2 separate regions of the Astyanax mexicanus genome follow, and region 2 is linked to region 1. Evidence: chromatin contacts called from public Hi-C data. All regions are on one chromosome and are shown on one strand. The core of a region is the stretch at or near the end of the contact, and the rest is flanking DNA. Distances in the headings are between cores, read along the strand shown. Region 1 has its middle 110 kb from the start of LOC103047329. Region 2 has its middle 18 kb from the start of hnrnpa3.

What was found. A called contact is a pair of places that touch in the nucleus more often than the background predicts.
Region 2: a Hi-C map of muscle shows a contact between it and region 1, with 17 times the contacts expected there. The contact joins two enhancer-like sites. A contact is called at or near these places in 2 of 3 Hi-C or Micro-C datasets (both in muscle).

What each region holds. Positions count from the first base shown.
Region 1 is chr11:32,070,434-32,076,719 of AstMex3_surface, reverse strand. No RefSeq gene overlaps it. Among protein-coding and RNA genes, the nearest start is that of LOC103047329, 110 kb to the right of the region's middle. Within about 2 kb of position 3,384, the one cell type or tissue checked has an H3K27ac peak away from gene starts, as active enhancers do.
Region 2 is chr11:32,160,299-32,166,584 of AstMex3_surface, reverse strand. No RefSeq gene overlaps it. Among protein-coding and RNA genes, the nearest start is that of hnrnpa3, 18 kb to the left of the region's middle. Within about 2 kb of position 2,479, the one cell type or tissue checked has an H3K27ac peak away from gene starts, as active enhancers do.

The DNA of each region.
Region 1 (6,286 bases), core at 2,135-4,634:
GTGTGTGTGTGTGTTTGCAGAAAGATGAAGTGTTGGAGTTGTGGTTCTTTTATGAGCTCATGTAGAAAATCTGGTTCATATGAATCAGACTAAAGGATATAGACCCTACTCAGTTCCTCCCTGCACTTGGTATCACACTGAAATCAGTTCAGTTTTTAGTTTTTATAAGAGTCTGGGTATGATATGAGATTGTCTTCTAAATTACATTTTAAATCTAATTAATAATTAATAACTTATAAATGTTGAGTGTATTTTTGAATGTATTAAAATGATTAAAAAAAGATTATTTAACAACACTGAACAACAGTGTTCTGGACCTTAGTCCTGTTTATCTGTCTGTAGATAAGCAAATCTGGAGTAAAAATCACTGTGCTGATGGCAGTTTTCAGAGGTTCCAAATAATGTATTTATTTAGCATTTTAAATAGCTATTTGGCATACAAAATTGCAAGAATGACTTTGACTTTGACCATAATTTAACATACTAATTTACCTATTACTGAGACTTGTGGGGTTAAAAGCTCTGCGATGATTGTTCGTGGCACTGTAACTGTGAACTATCACAGTGTAATTATTCTTATAGTTATGTATAAGGTTAGTCCTAACGTGGATTCCTGTTTTTCTGCCTGGCTTTTGCTGTGTTTCGTGCAAATTTTGAGCTTCCCTACTGCACAAAGCATCACAAGTAGAGCCATGGTCATTTGGCTTGGTTCACAAAGCCTTGTACATTATATTTTATCTATTATATATTACCTTAACAAACAGGTCTGGACTCTGGAGGTGACGTGCTGCTCTCCAGTATCAACAACACCATATTGTTTGAGTTGATTCTAGATCATTTGCTTGTGAGGTTGGTTTATCTAAAGGTTGGTTTATCCTTGGTTGGTCTGTCGAAGGAAGAGAGGACATGATTTTGAGGTTCACAGTATGTTTGTTTTAATGTAGTAATGTTGTGATACATTTTGTGCATAATGAAAATGCCTGTAAGTATTATGATAAAATATTGTTGTCCTGGGGTGACTAGGTGTTTTCTTAGATTGTTGAAGCTCTGTGTTTAGGTTATATCCTGTTGTGCAGAGCTGTAGGAAACATTAACACAACTCTCAGTATGGTATGTTTACTGCATGAATGCCCGGAGTGGTTTAGTTCCAACTCCACTGGTTTTATCTCCTGTTTACAGCTTTATTCCACCACACACTCTGCACACAGAGTCATTTCAAACAAACACAAACAAGCAGGAAGTCTAATTGTCTAGAGGTTGGCTTTATCGTCCCAGCAGGACTGGATCTGAGTCCAGTTGAGCTGATTATGTCTGTGTGTGTGTGTGTGGGAGATGTTTCAGGAAGAAAGTCAGTCTTGTGGGTGTCTGGGGGGAAATGCTGCAGTCGACTGCTCCCCGCACTGTTATTTACAGAAGATGTAAATAAAGACTAAAACAATCCCTCTTGCTTTTTGATCTCTAACCAATGCTCTAATTGGCTTGAAATATCATGACATTAAAAAGTCATTTAGCGTTCTTTTTGTTATAGAATTACAAGGTCTTAACATGCACTGAACGGGTTTTGAGAGTACAGTGCAAAAGATGCATTGTTTACTGGATTCAAATATGCACAGGAATAATTATATTACAATAAAATTACATTGCAATAATTATTTTAAAGTAGAATAAAACACAAGTGAAAACGTATTTTTACACTGATTCAAATTGGAATATAAATGCTCAGCACTAGCACTTGAATAAAATAGAGACAGTTTACTTGTTTTCAAATTCAAATCTAAGACCAGACTAACCTAAACATTGATGATAATCGGAAGGGTTAAGCAGTGTGGAAAATGTAATTATAACACAACATATTCATGATACACAGTGTACAGTATATTATAATATACAGATAATACAGATATTTAAACTATTTAGTACAGAATTTTTTATTTATTTATTTATTTATTTATTTTTACAAATATTGCTGTGGGAGAGCTAACTCATTAATCATCCAATCCAAAAATATTTGCCTGTATTTTATATCAATCAAAATATAAATTATTATTTTTTTTTTTTATATCTAACCATAATGTTACAAATCAATGATTTCTACACATATAATCCAAGATGGACATAATCCTCAAAAACCTCTCTTTTTGACTGTTGTTTCTCCCTAAATTGATCTAATTTACATATATAATCAAACAAATTTGATAACAAAATCTCTCTCTCTATTATAATCCTTCTGACATAATTTGACATTTCAACACAATCCAAAACTGGATACACATACAGCTCTGGAAAAAAAATAAAAGACCACTTAAAAATTATGAGTTTCTTTGATTTTACCAAACTGAAATGTATCGTATGTAACTGTATCGTACGCAATAATTTCGCCAACATTTTTCAAATTGTGAACAATATTATACCCTGAAATATTGGAAAATCACCCATGCCTAATTATCACATCTCGGTACTACGTTTTTACTGTTTTAGCAAAAGAAAAATTCACACTGTACTAGAGACAGGTTATATCTGTCCAGTATAATTTATTTGACTTTAATTTTGAATATATAGAGATTTATGGAGTGCATTATTAGTATCATGACAATCTGGATCATTTACTTCTGTTATAAATCTGATAAAATTCTTGATTTTTTTTTAATATCTAAATTAGGGGCATGCCATACCATATCATATGCAATAGTAAAATTACATTTTCATTTAGTTGCAATTGGTTATTCTTGAACAAATTTTTTAATTCAGTGTTTTGTCATATCGCCAAGATATCGCGTATCGTTATCACGATACATAAAAAATATTGTGAGATCAGGAGTCTTAACAGAGATAGCTTGGAGAAGGCAAGTAAAGACATTTTGAATAATTAAAAAATATTTTTTTTTCTTTTATTTTTCATTTTAAATGGTATTCATTAAGGATAATGTATTTTTCTGTGTTGCAGATATTTGTAACTATATATTAGTCATGTTATTTTGTGTTGGTGAGGTACATAGCTAGGCCATGCCACCCAGTATTGCACGGCTCTTTTTATTACATTTTATTTTAAATCAAGAATATTCATTGCATTTTTTTTTTGCAGTGTCCGTTTTCTTTTGGTTATCTTCAAAAAATGTTGAGGCAAATCCTAAAATCGTGAATATTCCTGAAGCTCTTCTCATAACAGTGAGGGGGTCCTCCACATATGACACGTGTCATATTGTGAGTAAGCGTGAGGCCTGCTGAGTGCTGTCTCTGATTGTTCCAGGTCTGTGGCTGCCGTTCTGTCCACGGTGTTCAGATGCAGTAAAATGTGTCATGTTCACTGCTGCCGCTGTGTCCATCAAAGTGCCGTTGCGTGGGCATCGCGCCAGCCCCCCATCGCCTCTCCTCCGCCCCGGCCAAAGCACGCCAGCTCCTCTCTGAGAAACGGCTGCGATTTGCTCGGGAGAAATACACCTCTAACAGTCACTCCGTACATATATAACATCTCATTCTGCTCCAGACACCGCCGCTGCCGAGAGCTGACCACAGCCCTGCAGATTTATGGAGTGCATTTTGTTTAAATGTGTCGGAAATAGTCCAGCAGCCACTGAATTAGAGCGAACAGTCAACACCGTCCGCAGACGAGGCTCCAGATTATGTTCACATTTCCTCCGCGTGCTTTTTTTTCCAGTTAAATTGAAACAGTGGCTAATTATTGAGAAGAAATCCCATAAACAGAGCGGCTGTGATGTTCAGGGCAGGTTATGAGGGAAAAATATGAGCTAAAAAAACTTGCAGACAGCTTGATTTGTACAGAATAAAAACACTCCACATTTTTTTTAAACGCAGCAGTTAATGCACGATAAATTTAAAGCAATTTGTACACACTCCCTGTGGAGAGTCAGCAGCTATAATAATGATGTGTACAAGACGTTTGTTTCAGAGCACTATTCTCCCCTCCACCAGAGGGAGACTTCTGCTCCCAGCACGAGCTCTCAAACCCAGTTACCAGTACAGCACCAGTCTGAACAACAGGGGCTTCCTGTGCTGCACAGCCAGGCTGAGACTCCAGGGTCAGTTTAACATTCATCATTTTTTTTTTTTTTTTTTTTTACTGTTTCAGGCTAAATTTCAACATTGAAAATTGGGTATAAACCTTAATTATTTGTATGTTTTTTTCCCATTAACTTTGGTGAAGAAGAAATTGATCTGTTTTTCCAGTTAGTGCAATGTTTATCAGTTTAATTTTCTAAAAATCTGAGGCTAAATGCAAAAAATGTAGAATTGGATGTAAAAACATTTTATTTATTTTTTTTACATTTAGTGCAGTGTAGAAAAAATAAGTTTCCTCCCAATATTTGTAATATTTAGTTTTCCTTCTTTGCCTCTTACAATCAACATTTTCTTTATTTATTATTTTTTTAATTTCTTTATATTGTAACAAAAGTTAGTTGCATTATACCATCAGATTTGTGTTACAAGATACCAAAATAGAAAATTTACTTTTTTTCACAATTTTCTTGAAATTCTGTTTAAAACAAAGGCTAAAAATAATTGAACTATTGAAAAAAAATGAAAATTGAAAAGAAATGTACATTTTACACCCAATTTTCGCATTTTGAATTTAGCTTAAGAAAATGGAACTGCTAAATGTTACTCTTAGCCTCCAGCTCCAGCTTTACAACTAATACAGCTGAGATAGGTTTATGTTCTTTTTTGTCATTTAAACTATTATATATGTTATTACCTGAATGACATCAACTTAATGTTCAATTATACTGTAAATGTTTAACAAAAAGTGCACTTTTAGTTAGTACAGAGTACAGAGATATAAATAGTGCTTTAAATAGTTCTTTAAGTTTGTGTTTTAAGTAAAATAATTTGTCTGGTAATTGTGTTCCTTATATACAAGCTATAAGTAAACCCATAGTATAATGAATTAATAAATAAGGTTTGTTATAGTAACAAAAGTGTTACGTTATTGTTACAACTCAAGGAATCTATTTCAGGTACTGTTTGAAGTACTTTTTCTTTTTCCCTTTTGACTGAATCCCTTACATTTCTTTATAACATCAATTATTAATTACTAGGGATGCACGGAATGGCAGTAAAAAGCAATTTTCTGTATTTTATTTAGTGTAAAGACAGAATAATGTATACTGAACAATGACTAATTTATTTTAAGTAATATTGTATTTTGATAGTCTTCTAGTAGACTTTAAACATGTTTTAAATGTTTTAAAAAAGTATTTTTTATTTAAAGTTTTTAATAGTTTTTTTCCTTAAATAAAAAATAAACAAGACAACAACACATTGTTTCTAGTTATTTATATATGTGGCAAAAATCATGAAACCTGCAAAAAAAAAAAAAGCCTTCAGGTAGATGTTTTATTTATTTATTTATGTATTTATTTAGATTTTGGCATACATTTTCATTTCAGTGAATCTTTCACAATTCTAATTTACACTAATATGAAATATATGTTTACCTACTACTGTGTAAACATTAAAATTAGCAGCAAACCAATAATGTAATAATTTGACTTAGAAGTAAAGTGAAGGACCTTGATGATGCCTCATTACATTGGCACCTGTCAGGGGGTGGGATATATTAGGCAGTAAGCGAGCAGTCAGGTCATGAAGTTAATGCGTTTGAAGAAAACGATGAGCGACAGCGGGTCATGTGGGGTGTTTCTGGTATGCAGTGGTTCAAGGTACGACAACTGGTGAAATGACAGTGACAGGGTCATGGGCATCCAGTGCGTATTAATGCATGTGGGGAGCAATAGCTAGCATGTCTGGTCTGATGCTGCTGAAGAGCTACTGTAGCACATATTGCTGGAGAGGTTATGCCTCAGTGTCTCTTTTGGCAACATGAGGAAGAAGTACACAATATTAGACAGGTGGTTTTAAAGTTATGGCTATATTTAGGTGGGTTTACTAATATAAGAGAATATAATTGGGATTTATACTGTTATATCTTATTAAAACTAGATTAAAAAACACAGTCTAAAACAATACATGACTGGATGTTGTTATAATGTAATTTAATTTGAAGTTATTAGTTGGGTTTACAGGATTTGTACAGTCATTAAAATCCATGAGACGTCATGTAATTTTAAAATAGGAATTTTCAGGCCTGGATAAGTAAAAAAAATGTATAAACAATTTTGGAAAATTCATGGAAACTTGGCCTACAAATATTTGAAAATCTATTTTGAGCAAACAAATACATCAGTACAGAGTTAAGTTTAGTAATTTAGCCCTACACAGGATCTACCTACACAGCCCTACCTCAGGATCTGACACATATTATTATTCA
Region 2 (6,286 bases), core at 1,230-3,729, 91 kb before region 1:
GCTTTATAACTATCGAATTAGCCTCACATTTCCCAATGATAAAATCAGAGCTGTGTACTGAAATATGGTTTACCATGTCTGGCCAAATTGTACGTATTAAATCAGAATTGTGAACGGCTTTAAATGCTTACGGAAAGTCCAACAGCACGTTCCCCTTCTTCCAGAGACTCATAAACAGCTCCGCATGGTGCTCCTCCAAGGCCAAGCACCGCAGAGATGTGCTCGTATCAAATACTACAGCAGAGCTGCTCTTGTCCAAATCATTGCATGTCAGCCCACGGGAACAGACAGATCCCTGGCCAGACACCAGACCGCCTGCCAGGCTCTGGACGGCCTACACTCTCCCTGTCTTCTCTCTCAGTGTTCCCATTTACTCAACATGCAAAACGGGCCTTTTGGATTGCCATGTCTGAGAAACCTATTACTGCATTTACATGCCAGCGCGCCAGCTACTGTAAGCGATTTTCCTCCCATGCCGACTCTAAATGAATCACCTGGCCCATTATTGTGAGCTTTTATGAGCGTTCGAGCTGTCTGAAAGAGAACATCACATAAGCAAATTCAATAAACTCCAACAGCTTTAAGCTAAACGCATGGAAAAGCACATTGCTGCACTATTATTCCTCTACTGTCAGCACCTAATATCCTTCATCAGAAAATAAAGTGCTTTTATTGTTGTTATATGCACAGACATTGCAGCACTAGACACACAAGACTTTCCTGCTACGCAAAGGAGAATAAAATTGCTTATTTCTTAAATTAAGATGGAATTACACTATATGTCCAAATACTTGTGGATGCCCCCTTTTAACAATTGCATTTAGTCACAAATAATCTATTGACACCTTGCTCATTCCCAGGCACAGGCTAGAAGAGTGTTTAGAAACCCAGTATTGAGCTGTGAAGAAGTGGAACTGGGTGTTATCTGGAATGATGGCGTTCTATCCAGTCATTTTGGGTTGAGTTGAGTCATTTTGGGTGGTGTTCATTCAACATCCAGACCTCATTAATGCGTTTGTCACTAAATGCAAAGATCCCCACAGCAGATTTTTTTTTTACAGCATTTATCTGACACTCTTATTCAGAGCGACTTACACAGTTATTCCTGTTACAAAGGTGGGCCAATGTAGTGTTAGGAGTCTTTCCCAAGGACTCTTGTAGCACAGTATAGTCACCCAGACCACATGGTAGCTTACTGGCAGGCAGTGGTGTTATCTACTGTACCACACCAACCACCATTAGAGGAAGAGTTACTCCAAATACACTCCTTTTAATATCTTAACCCACCACAAAATCTGCTGCCCACAAGAAAATTGAATTGACCATTTAAAATCAAAACAAATAAGACCCAACACCTAAAATAGCCCATCAAATTGATTGATATTAATTAAATTGCTGTAACAGACCCTGTTTAAACTATTTATCCATGACTGCACTACATCCGACCAATCAATGCGCTTAACCTAGTTTTATTTATTTTGCAGATAATTAATATAATATCTTGACTTTGCAAAACAGAAAATAAGAAATGAACCTCACAGGACCACTATGGCCCATAGGTTAAAAACCACTGCCCTAACTGGTTGTATGTTTATGCCAATTATTTTATGACCTTATCATTTGTAATAATAAAAAAATCATAGTGATGTTAAAGAAAGGGTATCTGCTCTAACATTGCTGCTCTGGGGTCAGCACTCTGCACCTTTTTTTGGTGTTTTTTGGTGTCACATAGTGGTTAAACTTCCTGACTGTAGGTGGAGCCCAGGAGCAAGTACCCTGTCTTCTGCACAGTTTTAGGGAATTGTTTTTTATTTATTATTATTTTTTTTTGTACTGACAAAATTTATAAATTAAAAATCATACACAAGGTATGGCTTAAACAAACACTTTTGTTTTTTAAGGGAGGGAAAGAGACTTCAGAGTGTCCATAAAGTCCATAAAGCAGTGATGATGAAACCAGGGTGGCATGTGGAAAATGTTATTGCAGTATTGATGTGTGTGTGAAGGGAGGCATCGATACGATGCTATAATAAAACATTATTTACTGCAGGTCTGCGGGGAGCTACAGTAGTGTTGCACCTTCTGCCAATCGACTGACTGCCCCACACATGCACACACACACAGACGAACAAACACACACAAGCAGACACTCTTTTTCCCTTCGCTCTCTCCCTGCTTCACTACTTTCAAATGTAATTACCTTCCTGGCTATTCATTTAGGAATTCATTGTCTAGTAAAATCATCCTCTTTTTTAAAAAACGAGCGGGGTCATATGTGCTAAACTCCAAAGGCTTGATTAATGCGTCCAGCAAGGGTATTAGGGTTTGTGCTTGTGTGCTGCATTTTGGGGCGGTGCAAGAAAGCTGGGCCTTAAGCGTGTGTGTGAGGTCTTTTCATTGCTTTAGCCTCCACCTGGGCCATCCTGGCCTGCACCAGCCCAGCCAGCCAGCCCAGCCAGCCAGTCTCTGGCTCCCATAACACCCTTACACTTACACCTACACACACACACAACAAACGAGCAGGAAAGTGCTGCTGTGACAGTTTTTTTGGGGACGGCGTGTCGCGGAGCTGCTGGCGCGGCGTGCTGATGAAGTCGTGAAGAGAGGAGAGAGCGGAGCAGGGCAGGTGTTTCCTGCCTCTCCTGGGAGAGTGGGACTACACCTGCCGGCCGCGGCCAGAGAGCGTGATGGATGGATGGGAGAGGAACTGACTCAGCCATTTTGCCGCTCTACCTGGGCCTGTGCCGCACCGGACCAGATTGAAACACACTGTCATCACACAAACAATAACAAGCATTCATCTTTTAGCAGGCCACGGAGAAGGCTGCAGCTCGAGGGCCCCCTCTGTGCTGGAGCTGTGCTGAGAGCGAGGGCAGCTTTAAGGCCTTAAGCGAGCTTCACTTTAGCAAGCAGCCAACTCTCACTGGCCCAGTGCAACTGCCACACAGCACATACAGATAGCCATAGAGTCAAATCGCTTTTTCAGCAAAGCATCTTTATGAGAGCAAAGCCACCTGGCCTCATTCAGCCTATAAAAGGCTGCACTTTAGAGTGGCGCTGAAGCAGGAAAAACACGTCACAGTTCAGGCTTTTATGACATCACTGAGAGTGGGATGTAAAGAATGTTTAAATGGCCTTAAGCTACAGAGATTCTCATTAAAGCCAAATGAGAATTATTTCATGAATGGGATGATACAGCAATGCTTTCACCCAAAATTAAAGATAATACACAACAGACATAAACCATACACTGACCACCAAAAACCTAATGGTCAGAGCCCAAACAATAAAAGAAAAGCCATGGCCCACAAATCATAATTTACATTTAAATTTGCTACTAATTTTTTCTACCCAATATCATTCAGTAAGTGGTACATACATACACTATACACTATATGTCTGAATGTTGGTTGACAGATAAACATGAACCCATTGGCATTATGCCCAATGCCACACCCGACAACCTCAATAGAGCTCAATAGAAGCTAAGTGGCATCAAAACTCTTGTTAACATCATTGATTTCTGAAGAATGAGCAGGCATCCCAATACTTTTAGTCCATATCAAGAATGTTTTTCATATCTTTGTAAATCTTGTTTTTAGTTTATTTTAGCTGTATTTAAGAATATAATACAAAAATGTGTGTACAATCAATCAAAATGCAAAAAAAAAACAAAAAACGGTCAAGTCATTTTTGAAGCATTTCTATTGGTGCAGTGTAATCTATGTGGCTACAGTGTAAAAAAAAAAGTAAAAAAAAAAGTGGAAAACCGCAAAAAATAAGATACAAAATATCTGCATGACAGACACAATATGGTGCAACAGTAAAAATCTAAACAATGGTGCTTAACATCTTCATTATTTTAAAGTTTATGCAAGTAAAATAAGAAAAATGGCTTAATTTGTTGAACGCTGTAGTTCATAACTCATTCAACAGAGGGCACCTTTTTCATAAGGGTGGCACAAGCCAGTCTAAAAGGCCTAAATCCTTCCCAACTGTAAAGGGGAGGGTGGAGGTAGGGGGAGCTTATTCTGAGGGTGGGCGGAGTATAAAACAGAGTATCTCCATTATTTTCATAGAGCCTGTGCGTTCCATATGAAATTAAGCAACTATTTTTCACTCATGAAAGCCTTATTATACTGCAGAAGTCTACAATGAATACTGAGGCTACAATCACAGACACGAGGTAATACAAACCGAACCGAGCAGGCCCATAGAACGCCAGCGCCTGACAGTTATAGATGGACTCCAATATAATACTCAAAAACCTCTGAGGCTTATTCAAAATTGAAAGCATAATCTTATCTAAAAGTAGCACGCTTTCAACGTGTGATAAAAGCTGCTTTGTTTCGCTGTTGCCTCTGCTCCGTGCGGCCATAAATCTCAGCCCGGAATAATTGTTTACAGTTGAAATTAATGTAACACGCATTCCTCAGCAGCTAATAAATTAGAGCCTCTCTCATTAGCATCTGAATTGATTCACCCTTAATTCACAACACATACAGCAACACACACAACACATGTGGCTGGAAGCTGCACAACTTTTCTTTTTCTGTTTTTCCTTTTTGGGTTTTAAATCCTCATAATCCTCACAGACAGAAAGAGAGAGGAAAACCTGGAGAAAAAAAAGCGAGACGTATTTAAAGAAAAGCAATGAATATAAAACCGGGGAATCTCATTGCTATGCAAATGCTGTGTTGTTGTGGCAATAAAAACAAATGGGCAACTTTCTCATTTATTATCCTCATTGTTCTACTTTTTTGGCACGGCTTTGTTTGCCTGCACCTATTTTCAAGCTCATTCTGTAGCTTCTGTATAATAGGCTGTGCTGCTAATGCACACTGTGTAACTGCTGGGTATAACTGGGTGCAGAGGTGGTCTGTTCCAGCAGTGTCAGGCTGAGTGAGGCTGAGAGAGTCCAGACGGGCTGGACAGCATCAGCAGTGATGACCCCTGCTTTATAGTGGCTGATGTAAAAGCTCAGAGAAGATCAGATCAAAGGATGTGTAATTAGAGAGTGTATTAAACTGCGATAGTGACTGCAACTTTATTGTGCATTATTGTGATACAGGTGCTGGTTGCTAAGGTGTTGCTAGGTGGTTGATTAGGCAAAGGTGTTGCTATAGTATAGGTGCCGGTTGTTAAGTTATTGCTACTAGATGGTATGGAAGGTGTTGGAAGGTGGTTGCTAATAGTGTTGATTGAGTAAGGTACAGACAGTTGTTGATTGCTAAGTGGTTGCTAAGGTGTTGCTATATGTTAGCAGTTGTTTGCTAAGGTGTTTCTGGTTGCTAGCTATGATAATTGGATGTTGCTAGTGTGCTGCTATGGTATAGCTGTTGGTTGCTAAAGTGGTTGCTATGTTTTTGCTAAATTGTTGCTAGGTAGTTAAAGTAAGGTAAAGTGTTGCCAGGGTATTGCTTTTGCTATTGGTGGTAGCTTATATGATGTTCCTATGTGGTTGTAAATGTGTTGTTATGGTACAGTTGATGATTGTTACATGCTTGCAAATGTGTTGCTATGTTTTAGCAGTTGGTTGGTAAGGGGCTGCAATACTTTAGTAGTTGGTAGTTAAGTTATTTCTGGGTTTTTACTAGAGTGTTGCTATAGTAGTTGCTAGGATATTTTAGCAGTTTGTTGCTAAGGTGTTTTGCTGGGTGCATTCTATCGTAATTGGATGTTGCAAGGGTGCTGCTATGGTATAGCTGTTGGTTGCTAAGGTGCTGCTAAGTGGTTGCTCGAGTGTTGCCATAGTAGTTTCTAAGTGGTTGGTAAAGTGTTGCCAGGGTATTGCTACGTAATTGCTAAGGAGTTGCTATGGTATTGGTGTTAGCTTCCATGGTGTTCTTAGATGGTTGTAAATGTGTTGTTGATTGTTATGTGCTTGCAAAGGTGTTGCTATACTTTAGCAGTTGGTTGCTAAGGTGTTTCTGGTTGCATTCTATCGTAATTGGATGTTGCTAGGGTGCTGCTATGTTATAGCTATTGATTGCTAAGGTGTTGCTATAGTAGTTGCTAGGCGGTTGGTAAAATGTTGACAGGGTATTACTACTTGATTTCCAAGCAGTTGATATGGTATTGCTGTTAACTTTTATGGTGTTCCTCTGTGGGTGTAAATGTGTTGTTGTGGTACAGTTGTTGATTGCTAAGTGATTGCTAAGGTGTTGCTATACTTCAGCAGTTGGTTGCTAAGGTGTTGCTAAGTGGTTGCTATAGTAGTTGCTATAGGTGGTTGGTAAAGTGTTGCCAGGGTATTGCTACCTAATTGCTAAGGAGTTGCTATGGG